Regions from separate parts of the Sus scrofa genome. Here region 1 is linked to region 2. The links are chromatin contacts, called in public HiChIP or PLAC-seq maps. All regions are on one chromosome and are shown on one strand. Each heading gives the region's core, a stretch centred on a gene start, on an enhancer-like site or on the middle of the called end of the contact. The rest is flanking DNA. Distances are from core to core; before and after follow the strand shown.

Region 1 (6,239 bases), core at 3,546-6,045, 64 kb before region 2:
AGCTATGAACTTACTGTCTTCTAGTTGTCCCAGTAAAAATTGCAAATAGGAGGTGGAATTAGTGTTAATACTTTAACCCAGTATGTACAAAATGTCATCATTTCATCATGTGGTCAACATGGACATTATTAAGGAGATAGCTGTTCTTTTTCTGGACTGAGCCTTTAGTAAGTCTTTGAAATGTGGAGTGTTTTCCATTCAGTTTGGATTCACGTTTTCCTTTCTTCCTAGGCCAGGCTATCGGCTGTCGTTTCGGTTGATTCTCCCACTTGACGTTCCTTGAAAGCAGGGATGGTGTTGTGACAGGGCCTTCCCTCCACCCATCCCACCCACCACTGGTGTCAGCCCGTGTGATTGGAGTGCGAGCCTCTCTGGCAGAGTCACCACTCCGGGGGTGGGACCCGGAGCTGCTGGAATCTGGGCTCGGCTCTGTGAGCTCAGGGCAGCCCCAGCCTCTGGGAGCCACGGTTTCCATTCAGAGTGACACCGTTGGATGGTGCTGTCTGGGGCCTTTCTCGTTCTCACATGGGGCTGGGGAGCACTGCCACCGCTGACCTCATTAGCAAACGAGAGCTGCTCTAGGAGGGGCCCCAGCCAGCTGTACCTGCCGCATGTGGGCTGGGTTGCCGTCTCCAATCCTGACCCAGAGCTGGCATGTTTATCTGGTCTGTTGGGTCCCAGGCTGTGAAGACCCTCCACTCCCTCCACCCAGGATCTACAAGGACCTGCAGGTGCCTGGCCTATTCCCAGGCTGGACAGGCACAGGAGGACAGGACCGGGCCAGGCCCTCAGGAGGGCAGGATGGGCCAGCAGCAGCAGCAGCCCCTGCTGCGTCTGGTTCCTCATGAGCTTTCTCTTGTACAGGCACAGCTGGAAGCCCAGAGAGCCACCCAGGACTTCCAAAGGGCCACGGAGGTGCTCCGTGCCGCCAAGGAGACCATCTCCCTGGCCGAGCAGCGGCTGCTGGAGGATGACAAGCGACAGTTCGACTCAGCCTGGCAGGAGATGCTGAACCACGCCACCCAGAGGGTAGGAGTCATGCTGAGTGCACCTGTGGTGCCGGGGGCTGGAGTAGGGGGCTGGGCTGGGGTAGGGTGCTGGGCTTGTGCCAGCGTGTGCACGTATGCATTGCGCAGGCGTAGGGGTGGGGGTCAGGAGGCTGGGTGGGTGTCTGTGTCAGGGGTGCCCACACCCGTGGGTTATGGTGTACCCAATGGATCCCGACTCCTTGCTGGTTGCTCTGAGCAGAGACGCCTTCCCAGGCATGTTGTACACCATAGGTGGTCATCTCCACGGGGTCTCTGCAGGCCTGGGACTAAGCCGTCGTGGGCGATGACAGTCACCCAGTGTCTGTACCCCTTCCCCATCACTTGAGGTGCGTCTAGTTCAGATCACCCCTGATGGTTCTGACTGGATTAGGCTTCCCAGGGGGACGAGGTCATTCCCCAGGGTCCCCTCCGAGTCCTGGGGGACTGGCCAGGTTTAGAGTGCCAGGTGGAGGACCTGGGTTACTTTGCTGGGCCTGGACTCACACATGTGTGCTGTTGGTGAAAAGTAGGGTTCCTGGTAGATAAAGCCAGAACCAAGGGGGTTCGCAGACTGGTCTTCGGGCTGGGCTGAATCTGGGGAGCCAGCGTGTGCACGGAAAGTGGGCTGTGCTGTATCTTCATCCGGTTTTGACGCCTGTGTTTGGTGCCAGCATTTTCTGGCCCTTTACAATCTCCCAAGACCTGCCCCCTGGCCACATAGCTCAGATCAGAAGTGATGGGGACAGCACTTGGAGCAACTGGACATGTCACTTCTCCTGTCCCTCGTAGGCTCCTGGGCGTTCTCCTGCAGCCTGTTTCTCCTTACACCCTGTCTCCCACCCCCGCCGTGTTTGTTGCAATGGGGTGAGGGGCAAGGCGACACATGGCTTCTGTAGCTCCAACTGAGGCCTTGGATGGAGGGTGAGGGAGTGGGTGGGGGCTGTAACCCTCGTCTGGACTCCCCAAGAGGCTGCCTTGCAGGGCTGGAGTAGAAATGTCAGGAGTTTGGAGTTCCCGTCGCGGTACAGCAGAAACAAATTTGACTGGGAACCATGAGGTTGTGGTTCAGTGGGTTGGGGATCCGGCGTTGCTGTGGTGTGGGTTGTAGATGGCAGCTTGGATCCTGCGTTGCTGTGGTGGCAACAGCTCCGATTAGACCCATGGCCTGGGGACCTCCATGTGCCATGGGTGCGGCCCCAGGGGGACAAAAGACAAAAAAAGAAAAAAAAAAAAAAGAAATGTCAGGAGTTGGAGTTCCCGTTGTGGCTCAGTGGAAATGAATCTGACTAGTATCCATGGGGATGCAGCGCAGGTTTGATATAGGCCTCACTCAGTGGGTTAAGGATCCGGTGTTGCCGTGAGCTGTGGTGTAGGTCGCAGATGTGGCTCGGATCTGGCAGTGCTGTGACTGTGGGGTAGGCCAGTGGCTACAGCTCCGATTCCACCCCTAGCCTGGGAACCTCTATGTGCCGCAGGTGCGGCCCTAAAAAGACAGAAAAGAAAAGAAATGTCAGGAGTTGATGCCAGAGGCTCTCTTTTCAATGTCACCTACAGTGGCTCAAGCCCTTGGGGACCTGAGAGTTAAAGATGGCCTTGTGATTCCTTAAATAGAATGCCTGACACACAAAGACTTAGACTTGGTGTCAAGTCTCTGTTGCCTGTCCCACCTCTCCTGAAGCCCGAGGCTCCTGGCCAGGCTTGCATGGCCTGGGGACTCCTGCCCCCTAGTGGACAGGATGCTTAGAGAGCCAAGCACAGACTGGTACAGCTTTCCTGGGTCCACTGGGGAAATACCAAAGGGAGATGGGAAATCTTAGAAATCTACAAGCCTGACATGTGAAAAGGACAGAGAAAGAAGGAAAGGAAGACGGAAAGAAGGAAGAAAAAAAACAGTAGCTCTTTCGAAGAAATAAGCTGAAGCCTGCTTTTTCTTCCTGCCCTCCTTCCACCCCAACCAAGATCCAAATCAGCCAGTCAGAAATCATTTCAGAAATTACTTAATGTTCTTTAAAAAAGAATGTGTTTCTGCTTTTCTTCCCTTCTACTTTTAAAGTCCTGGGGCCCTAGTGGATAGTAAGTGGCAGTCAAGGAGAGATATCCTCAGGACCTCTGCGTCCCAAGACTCCAGAAGCACCATCCATACCAGTCACTGGGAATGGTGCTTCTTGGGGTTGTGCAGTGCACAACTTAGGTGACTGTACAAGACAGCCCTGGGCTCCTGATGTTATGTGGGGCTCCTGAGGGGCATCTGAGGTGTGCCTTCACTGAGGCCACCGAAGGTTTCTTGCTCGTGGGGGGTGACCATTGCAGATGAGCAGGTTTTCTGGGTCACAGGCCAGGATTTCCACCTTGGAGCTGCTGTTCCTCTTCCCAATTTCATGGACCCGAGATGCTGCTCCTTGACCTGATGAAGGAGAAGGAGAAACAGCATGAGAGAGAGCCAGTGGCAGAGCTGTCCTCGGCCACATCCCTGTGTCATTGAGAAACCCAGCCTAGAGGGGGCATGCTCTCTGGATGTGATGGGGGTACAGATGCCCCTGTGTGGCTTTGCTGTGAACCACCCTCTGATTGAGCAGTTCCCGGGGCTGGTGGGCCTGGCACATTCAGCTGCCTGAATGCTGGTAGCTGAAGACAGTGTAAGGTCTAGAACACGGCCTCAGCTGACCTCTGGATCCTCCAGGAAGCCTGTTCCTCCAGGTGAAAGACGCTTCAACTCACCCTCTTCTCCTAAAGCAAGTGCCATGTGAGGGTCTGAGAAAGATGCAGAGCTCGGAAAGGCACACGCTGTCTTGAGGAAGTGGCCGAGCTTTGAGCTTCATGACCCCCACCCAGGCACAGTGCAAGAGCTCTGGGGTCTCCAGGTTCTTTGCCTGAGGCCTGAGTTCTGTTCCCTCAGACTTGGGGTGACAGCCCCTCTTGGACCCAGGCTGAAGTTGACACACTCAAGACCATAAAAAGATGCCAGAGCCCTGGGTTGTGGTTAGGCTGCATGGAGGCCCCAGGAAGGTACAGAGGAACAGTTCTTCACTCAGTGCTGGGGTCAGCAGGGCTTTGGGGGGCACTGGAGTGGCCTCCCGGGGGGTGAGGAGTCCCTGCTGCTCCCACGTGCACTTTAGGCGGCAGAGGCCACCCCTCCAGCTTCACCTGGTTTGTCCGCAAAGCAGCCATTGTAGGGAGGTGATAGCTTTTCACCCTCTGGGAGGGAGAGCAGAGCCCTGGCATCCTGGGAGGGAGAAGCTGGCTTTTCTGGTGTCTGCGCAGAGAGACTGCAGAGAGGAAGATGATGTAGCCTGGAGGTGGGGAGGCTCGAACTGTTAGGAACCAGCAGCTGCTAGCGAGGAAAGGACACGGAGTCAGCCTCTTCTCTGGGCCCCACAAGGGGCTGCCTGGGGCTTGGATCTGAGCCCTGGGATGCACACAAGTCGTCAGGCCAGGTTTCCTGTGCTGGTGGGCATGGACCACCCATCCCTTGCAGCCGTGAGAAGCTACCTTCGCAGGCCCCGTGTGCCCAGGGCTGCAGGAAGAATCTGAAAGCAGCCTGAATGGGCCGAGAATCTAAGGAGGCCATGACACTGCCTTCCCGGGAGCAGAGGACCCTGCTTCTGGCTCTGAGATATTGGGGATGAGGGTGGAGGCCTCAGGGTTGGGAGAGAGGCTGGGAGAGCTTAAGGTGAGGCAGAGCAGCTGTGCTGGCTGGACATCTCCTGGTCAGTCGAGGTCCTTCTGCTGGCAGGACACCCAGCCTGGCTGGCACGCCCTGGCTGGCCTGCGCATTGGCATCCTGGCAGGAAGTGTCTGTTGGAGTGTCTTGTGTGTGTGGCTGTGAGCAGAGGGCCTGGGCTGCCCTGTGGCTCCCAGGAGGGGGCCAGTCAGCAGTGTTGGACCCCCATTCTGTCTGTCCTGCTGACCTAGGAGGAGGCCTGTGGCTCTTCAGAGTATAAGCACCAGCAGCGGCTGGCCCACATGCTCTTTACAGGGCCCGCTGCACACTGCCTGCCTGGGGCATGGTGCTGTGTTGTTCTGGCCACTCGGGCCTCAAACCCAGGGCCTCAGACCTTCCCACTGGGCAGCAGCAGGTGGTCAGGTCTTGGGCATTTGAGGCTAATAACGACGGGCTGGAGTACAAGTCTGCCGTTTGGGGAACCCCAGGAACGAGGCACCCAGAGGTCAGCATGGAGCTCGTGGGTCCTCCCTGGCACCCAGTCCTCTTTGGGAAGAGCGAGGCCAGGACTGTTGTGCAGGACAGTGATTCCTCCAGGTGCCTGCCAGCTGTGGAGAAGGATGCAGGAAGCCCAGTGTTGCTCCCGTCTGGATCCCCATACAGAGTGGACACGTGGCTGGGCCAAGCCCCCCAGCCCTTTCCCCCAGGACCTCACACCAAGTCCCCCAGTGCCACCTCTGCTGCCAAGCCACCCCCCCAGGCCACCTTGGGCCCAGCAGCCTGGATCTTAGCTGCCTGAGTGATGCGGTGCTGCTGGGCATCTGTACCATGAAGCTTGTGGCCTGGGGTTTAGTCTCTAGTGCATTCTGTGCCCAGAGTAGGTGCTTAATCAGTACGCGAGGCTCGGAGTTGAATATGCTGGTGGGAAACTGGAGAGCATGGTGCAGAGGTGGGCACAGGGGCCTGGAGTCCAGGCAAAATGGCCCCACCCCTGGCCTGGTGCCTTGGAGTTGGGCAGCACTTGCATTCTGGCCGCTTGGAGGCCTGCAGAGACATCTGCATTGTGCTTCCTTTTGTGGCTTCCACCTTCTGGGCAGAGACTCCCCATGCCACCCCCTACCCTTACCCCCCACCTTTCTTTCCTCCTTTGGGGCACAAAGTTCATGCCTGATTCCAAGCTTCAGATCCAGGGGCTGCTTGGTTACCTAGGAGACATAACTGAGGCATCTGCTTGTGACTTTCCCCTTGGGGGCCGGAAGTGGAGTCAGGGCGCTTCTCCAAGATTGGGAGTTGCATGTGGGGTCGGGGATTTGGGACAGGAGATGGTCACTGTGGCCTGGTAGGGGTGAGGCGGGGGACACTGCTGCCTCATTCTGCACTGGCAGTATTGCTAAAGGCTTGGAGCCTTCTGAGTGTTTAATTTTAGAATGCCTGTGCTGCGTTTTGCACACTAGGAGCCAAGAAAGCACGAGGGCCTGTGTGCAGCCAGCAAGAACCTTGCTTCTTGCTGGGGACGCTCTGTACCACAGGCCTCAAATCACAGCTTTCGT
Region 2 (6,082 bases), core at 128-2,627:
ACAGCCAATTTTTAAAACTGTTGGCATCAACTTTATTTTACTCATTTCATTTATACTTGAAAGTGACTAACAATTAAAGAACCCCTTTTAGAAGAGTATGAAGACAGAAAACACTAAATATCTGATAGTTTACATAAACAGCTCCTACAAGCACAACCACTTTTCTGACTCTCAAGGAAAAGAAATTCTTCATAGTAACAAGCAAATCTTACAGCAAAACAAGAGGCACACTGCACAGTATTTTCTTTTGCCTTAGCTATTTCAAATGGCACTATTTTCACCTACAAACATTGGTCAGTTATTGCACAAAACTAAAACAGAGTTTTACTTTTTAAATACCACTCTAATGAAATTGTCAACAAAAAGTCCAAAAGGAATGATTCTAAAACACATCAAGTCTCTAAATATAGATTATAAAGGCAATTAAATATTAACCTGAAAAAAAACCACACGTTAATGACAGCATATACGTTTATAGGAAAAATTTACTACTACTGTATAATCAGTCGACATTGCTTCTAAAAGAAAAGGTAGTAATATCAAGAAGATACAGCTACCTCAGCAGGGAGGCGCAGGGCAAGACGGCAGCGAGACAGTTGTGTTTGCAAATCCTCAGGATTAGGGAGCAAAGAGTGGACTGTGAAGCGCCTAGTCTTTAATAATTCTGGCCCCAATAATTATCCAAATGAAATATCAAAGAAACATGTAAAGCATGAGTATAAGGATATTATGACGCTGAAGATCAAAATATAAATGTTCATAAATGAACATAAAATGACCGGAAGAGTTTGTAAATACACCAAGACACAGCTACAGAATGCATCCACTAACAAGGTAATATTATGAATCTTAAAAAAATTCATAACTTTTTAAAAGTTTCAATGAAAAGATTAAAACAGTATAAACAGTACGATTTGGGGTTTTTTTAAAGGTGTGTAGACACATAGGCGTAGAAAAACAAAGATACAGGTCAAACGCTAGGATATCCGATGCTTTATTCTTTTTAATTGACTTTCTGAGTCCGTCTGAGCACGCACTGTCTCCGAGTACATCCAAGACAGTGAGACCCAGTGAGCTGACAGCTCAGCCTCGCCTTCAGGACGGACCCGACCCTGGAGAGGCTACCAAGCCCAAGAGGAGGACTCCGGGGCGGGGGCGGGGACAGGCCTGGCCTCTCAGCGGGGCCACCGTCCCCCACCCCCGAAGGACAGCGGGAGCGGCGATGCGATGCGAAGCCCATCAGGCAGCACCTGGGCCCGCCCCCAGCCCACCTTGTAGTAAAACACCGCCTCTGAGTAGCGGCCTTCGTGGTCGCGCTGCACCGCCAGCCGCGCGAACTGCACAGCATCCCGTTCCAGCGCCGCCGCGTCCATGGCGGCCCCGCGGCGAGGTCCTCCGCCGCCTGCTGCCCAGGCGAGGCCCGGGCCGCGCAGAAATGCTGGAGCTCACTTCCGGCGGCTGAGGAAGGACAGCGGCCGGCCCCTCAGCACAGACCCGGCTCCCAGCCGGCGGGCAGCCTGACTCCACGGCCGCCGCATTCCCCGCCCCGCCCACCGGTCGCACTGCGCAAGCGCGGCCGGCCGGGTAAGGCGAGTCCGTGAAGCCAGGGCGCCGGGGGCGGTGGGCGGGGCCCGGCCTCCGCGGGGCCGAGTGCACGTGACCGCCACTGCGCCCAGGATTGGACCGACGCAACCGGTGCCACGTCCGAGCGGACGCTGCCTCCGCCCTCTACACGCAGGTGGTAGTGCCCTGCGAGGCTGTTGCTGGCCAGATTAGGGAGGAGGGGCGCATGCGCCTTACGGGGCTCTACCCACTCCCGCCTCCCCACCCCCCCCCCCCCCCCCCCCGGTGCCGGAGAGCTCTTCCCATCTTCTGGGCTGCTTTTTTAAAAATTAGGGAAATACAGTAAGGACATAGGATTCTTATGCGATACTCTTTAATAAGTTTATAGCCGCAAATTCAATTTTAACCCTGTATAACTTTCCGAGGTTATAGTACTGATTGAATTGTGTAATAACAATGTGTACTTATCCTTAGGTTAACAATGCTGTTGTAATACTCAATTAGGTGATTACTTGGCTAATGGTCTTTCTCTTTAAAACTCTGTATTCAGCAATAATAAAAATAAACTAGTGAGAGACACCACAATATTGACAAAACTCGAAATTCACTGTATGTTAAGATGAGAGAGTACAACTGTGACTATGTTTATAAGAAACACCAGAAAAGATGAATCTAATCAATAACGTGTGAAGCTGTTAGGGAACCATGGACCCAAACCGCCTGCCCTGGCTAGCACCGTAGTAGCACCTCGGCTCAAGTCTCCCACACAGGATGTAACACCTTTGCTTAAGTCTCCCACATCAGGATGCTTCAAAAGAACACAAAACCAGTGAAGGGCCTAAAACCAACCTGGAGGAAGCTCAGGAGGGGCCAAGAAGGGCAGGAGACTCCAGTTTATATGTCTTGCTAACCTCCTGGAAACACTCATGCTGGAAACTACCTTGACTAAGAGATGCATAAGCCATCAGGAAGGGCTTTGATCAGAACAAAGGAAGGCAGGAGCAAGGTGACTGGCCAAAGACAATCTGGAAATCTGATGCCCCCGCCTGCTACCACAAAAACCGGAGAGTGTGTGCCACAAGGCAGAGTAGTTCTCCTGGTTTCTGTTACCTGCTGCTCTCTGCTGAAGTGCCCCTTTTCAACAGTCTTTTGCTTTGTCAGTCATGCGTCTCCTCGGACAATTGATTTATTAGTGTTGAACAAGAGCCCACTCTCAGGGGACTCATCCAGTGACAAAATCACATCAATGTTTGGTAACGGATAAGAGAATCTTTTGACAGATTTATAAGCATTTCTTATTTCTTTGGAGGCGATGGAAATGTATTGTGTCTTGAAGGTGATGCCAAAAACACATGCATTTGTTAAGACCTATTATTACACCGTACATTTTAAACGCATACTTCTAATTTTCCTTCATTATACCTCAATAAAAATTTTTTAGTCAGTTGGCTTGCATTTAAATGGGACGCAATTTCCATAACTGTTCCTTCACATTTGGTGAAGTTAATAACTATCTCATTGGATGGTTGTAAAGCGCACAGATGGAGAATTTGACTCTGCCTGCTTCCCATTATTAGCTGCTACAGTTTAATAACTGAAGCAGGGATGGTTTCTGTCTCTATCAGTTTAAACCCAGAATTAAGCCCAAGCTTTGGTCCAGAGCAGGTGTTGAATAAATATTTCAAAATGTTGAGTGAGTCACTCCCCTGCTAAATATACTCAATACACCCTCCCCTATCTTGATTCTAAAGAATGAAGTAAAAATTCCTTAACACAGAATAGAAGTTTCCTTAGAACTGGAGCTCAGGGTGTGTTCCCAAGATATTTGCAGGAACTGATCCCCAAGCTACAGCAGACGAATGCAGTTTTGCTCACTCAGAAGAGGGCTTCTGTGTCTACTGTTCCCCCTTTCGTCTCAGCTTGTAGAATTCCTATCTCCTCTTGAAGGGGGTTTTTCTAGCTCTCCCTGGATTTGTGATCCCTCCCTATACCTTCTCATTTATTCCCTTATTCCTTGTTCACTTATTTGCTGATCACTGAATGCCTACTTGGTGCCAGGCACAGAGCAAAACATTGAAGATACAAAGATAAATGAAAGAGAGTGAGATAAGTCTGGGAAAAGCAAGTTAAAGCTTCAAAGTTAACTACAGTCTTTAAAAACACTGAGACTTCCATGAACATGGTAAACCTTGTCATGTATTGAGGGCTTCTCTTATTGCTCTCAGCAAGGTTTTATAGGGCACAGGTCTTACACATCCATCTTTTGACAGATTTATAAGCATTTCTTACTTCTGATGCTATTTTAAATGGTGTTACTTATTTGGAGTTCCCTTCGTGGTGCAGCGGAAACGAATCCAACTAGAAACCATGAGGTTGTGGGTTCCATCCCTGGCCTTGCTCAGTGGGTTAAGGATCCGGCATGGCTATGAACTGTGGTATAGGTTGAAGACTTGGTTTGGATCTGGCATTGCTGTGGCTCTGGCATAGGCCAGCAGCTACAGCTCTGATTAGACCCCTAGCCTGGGAACCTCCATATGCCGTGGGTGTGGCCCTAAAAGGACAAAAGACTAAATAAATAAATGAATAAATGAAATAGAACAAAATAAAATAAATGGTGTTATTTAGTTTCAATTTCCTCTTGTTTGTGTTAGTGTATAGAAATAGTGTTAATATGTATATATTGACTTTATATCTGGCAATCATAGATTATCCAGAAAAACCTGAAAGTGAGGTGGTGGAGCTTCATGACAGCTACCTGCAGAGAATGTTTACCGGGATATATAGCCTCTACCTGGTCCGCCAGGTCTGTGACATTTACCCTGGCAGAATTTGTCCCATGTTAAGCACTCAGAGTGTCTTGATTAAAATTCCCTCATCCTAAAATAAATAAATAAATAAATAAAAATAAAAAAAATAAAATTCCCTCATCCTACAGCATGAGAGCTCCACACCCCAGAGAGCTAGAAGACACCCTGAGAGAGAGGTGAGCTTGAGAAAACTGGTCACATCCTGCTCAGGAATCCCAGGCTGTTGTGAATCCCTGGCTTCCTTCCTACATATGGCTTCACAGGCAGAAGCAGCAAAGCATCCTTGTGAAATCTGGACTTGCAGAGGCTTATGGAAATAGCACTGCTCTGGGCCACAGTAGGTAGAAACAGAGTAGTAGTAATAGTAATAGTAATAGTGGTAATAGTAGTAATAGTGGTAATAGTAGTAATAGTAATGATAGCAGTGACAGTAGTAGCAGTGTTTATTATTAGTAGTAATAGTAATGATAGCAGTAATAGTAATGGTATTGGTAGCAGTAGTAATTGTGGTATTAGTAGTAGCAGCAGCAATTGTAACGGTAGTAGTTAAGGTGGCCATAATAGTAATGGTAGCAGTAGCAAATGTACTGCTAATAGTATTGTAACGGTAGTAGTAGTAGTAACTGTAGTAGTACTAGTAATAGTAGTAGTAACAATAGTAATGGCAGTAGTAGTAGCAGTAATGGCAGTAGTAGAAGCAATGGTGATGGTAGTAGTAGTTGTGGTAGTAGTAGTAATAGTAATGGTGGTAGTGGCAGTAGCGGTGGTAGTAGTAGTAATGGTAGTAGTGGTGGTAGTAGTAGTAGCGGTGGTAGTAGTGATATTACTCTTTTTTAAAGCTGCCAGCCCAGTAATGGTAATTTATTACTTCTTTCAACAAATAGTAAGAATTCGCTTGGCCAGACACTGGAGATTAAAACGAAATGACGAAAACCACTCACTCTGCAGTGAGTAAGACATGCAGAAGCCAACCGTTCAAATAGCCTTTGATACTGGCTGAGAGAAAGGTAAGTTAGGGGCAGAGGAGAGCATCCAAAGCAGCCCAGTGGACTTTCACAGAGTGTCGCAGAGGAAGAAATGCTGTTTATCAACCAAAAAATAATGCAGGAGGCTGCAAACAAGAAAAGAGTTTATCTGGAGTCTTGTTTACTACAGCGCCTTCATTAATGATCTTAGCTGCATCTCCTGGATAACTTGCTGCAGCTTCTACATCAGCACTTGCTGCTTCATTGCACTTTTATGTTATAGAGACGGCTTCTTTCCTAACCCTCATGATCCAACCTCTGCCAGCTTCAAGCTTTTCTTCTGCAGTTCCTTACCTCTCTCAGCCCTCTTAGAAGCCACAGTTTGGCTAATTGTTTGGCACAAGAGGCTTAGCTTTCAGTCTTCCTCACTGAGTTTAATCATTTCTAGCTTTTGATTTAAAGTGAGAGATGTGACTCTTTCTTTCACTTGAACACTTAGAGGTCATTGCAGAGCTATTGAATGGCCTAATTTCAATACTGTTGTGCCTCAGGGAATAGGGAGGCCTGAAGAGAGGGAGAGAAAACAGTCGGAATACAGCTACAGCTCTGATTAGACCCCTAGCCTGGGAACCTCCATGTGCCATGGGCGTGGCCTTAAAAGGACAAAAGACTAAATAAATAAATAAATTATTTAAATAGAATAAAATAAATGGTGTTATTTATTTAGTTTCAATTTCCTCCTGTTTG

The links. HiChIP or PLAC-seq counts read pairs in DNA pulled down with a chosen protein or histone mark.
Region 1: a contact with region 2 is called in an H3K27ac HiChIP or PLAC-seq map of skeletal muscle. The contact joins the enhancer-like site here to the promoter of CAPN7 in region 2. A contact is called at or near these places in 1 of 5 promoter capture datasets (liver), 8 of 47 Hi-C or Micro-C datasets (embryonic fibroblasts, heart right ventricle, liver and 2 more) and 2 of 2 datasets of contacts at active chromatin or transcription factors (alveolar macrophages and skeletal muscle).

What each region holds. Positions count from the first base shown.
Region 1 is chr13:2,514,532-2,520,770 of Sscrofa11.1, reverse strand. SH3BP5 (SH3 domain-binding protein 5) reads left to right here. Exons shown (of 9, transcript XM_003132063.5): 4 at 865-1,029. Among named protein-coding and RNA genes, the nearest start is that of CAPN7, 65 kb to the right of the region's middle. Within about 2 kb of position 4,795, at least 19 of the 83 cell types and tissues checked have an H3K27ac peak or open chromatin away from gene starts, as enhancers often do. A contact at or near this core is called in skeletal muscle, where this site is marked.
Region 2 is chr13:2,447,680-2,453,761 of Sscrofa11.1, reverse strand. CAPN7 (calpain 7) reads right to left here and starts at 1,377. Exons shown (of 21, transcript NM_001097443.1): 1 at 1,272-1,377. The coding sequence starts at 1,373.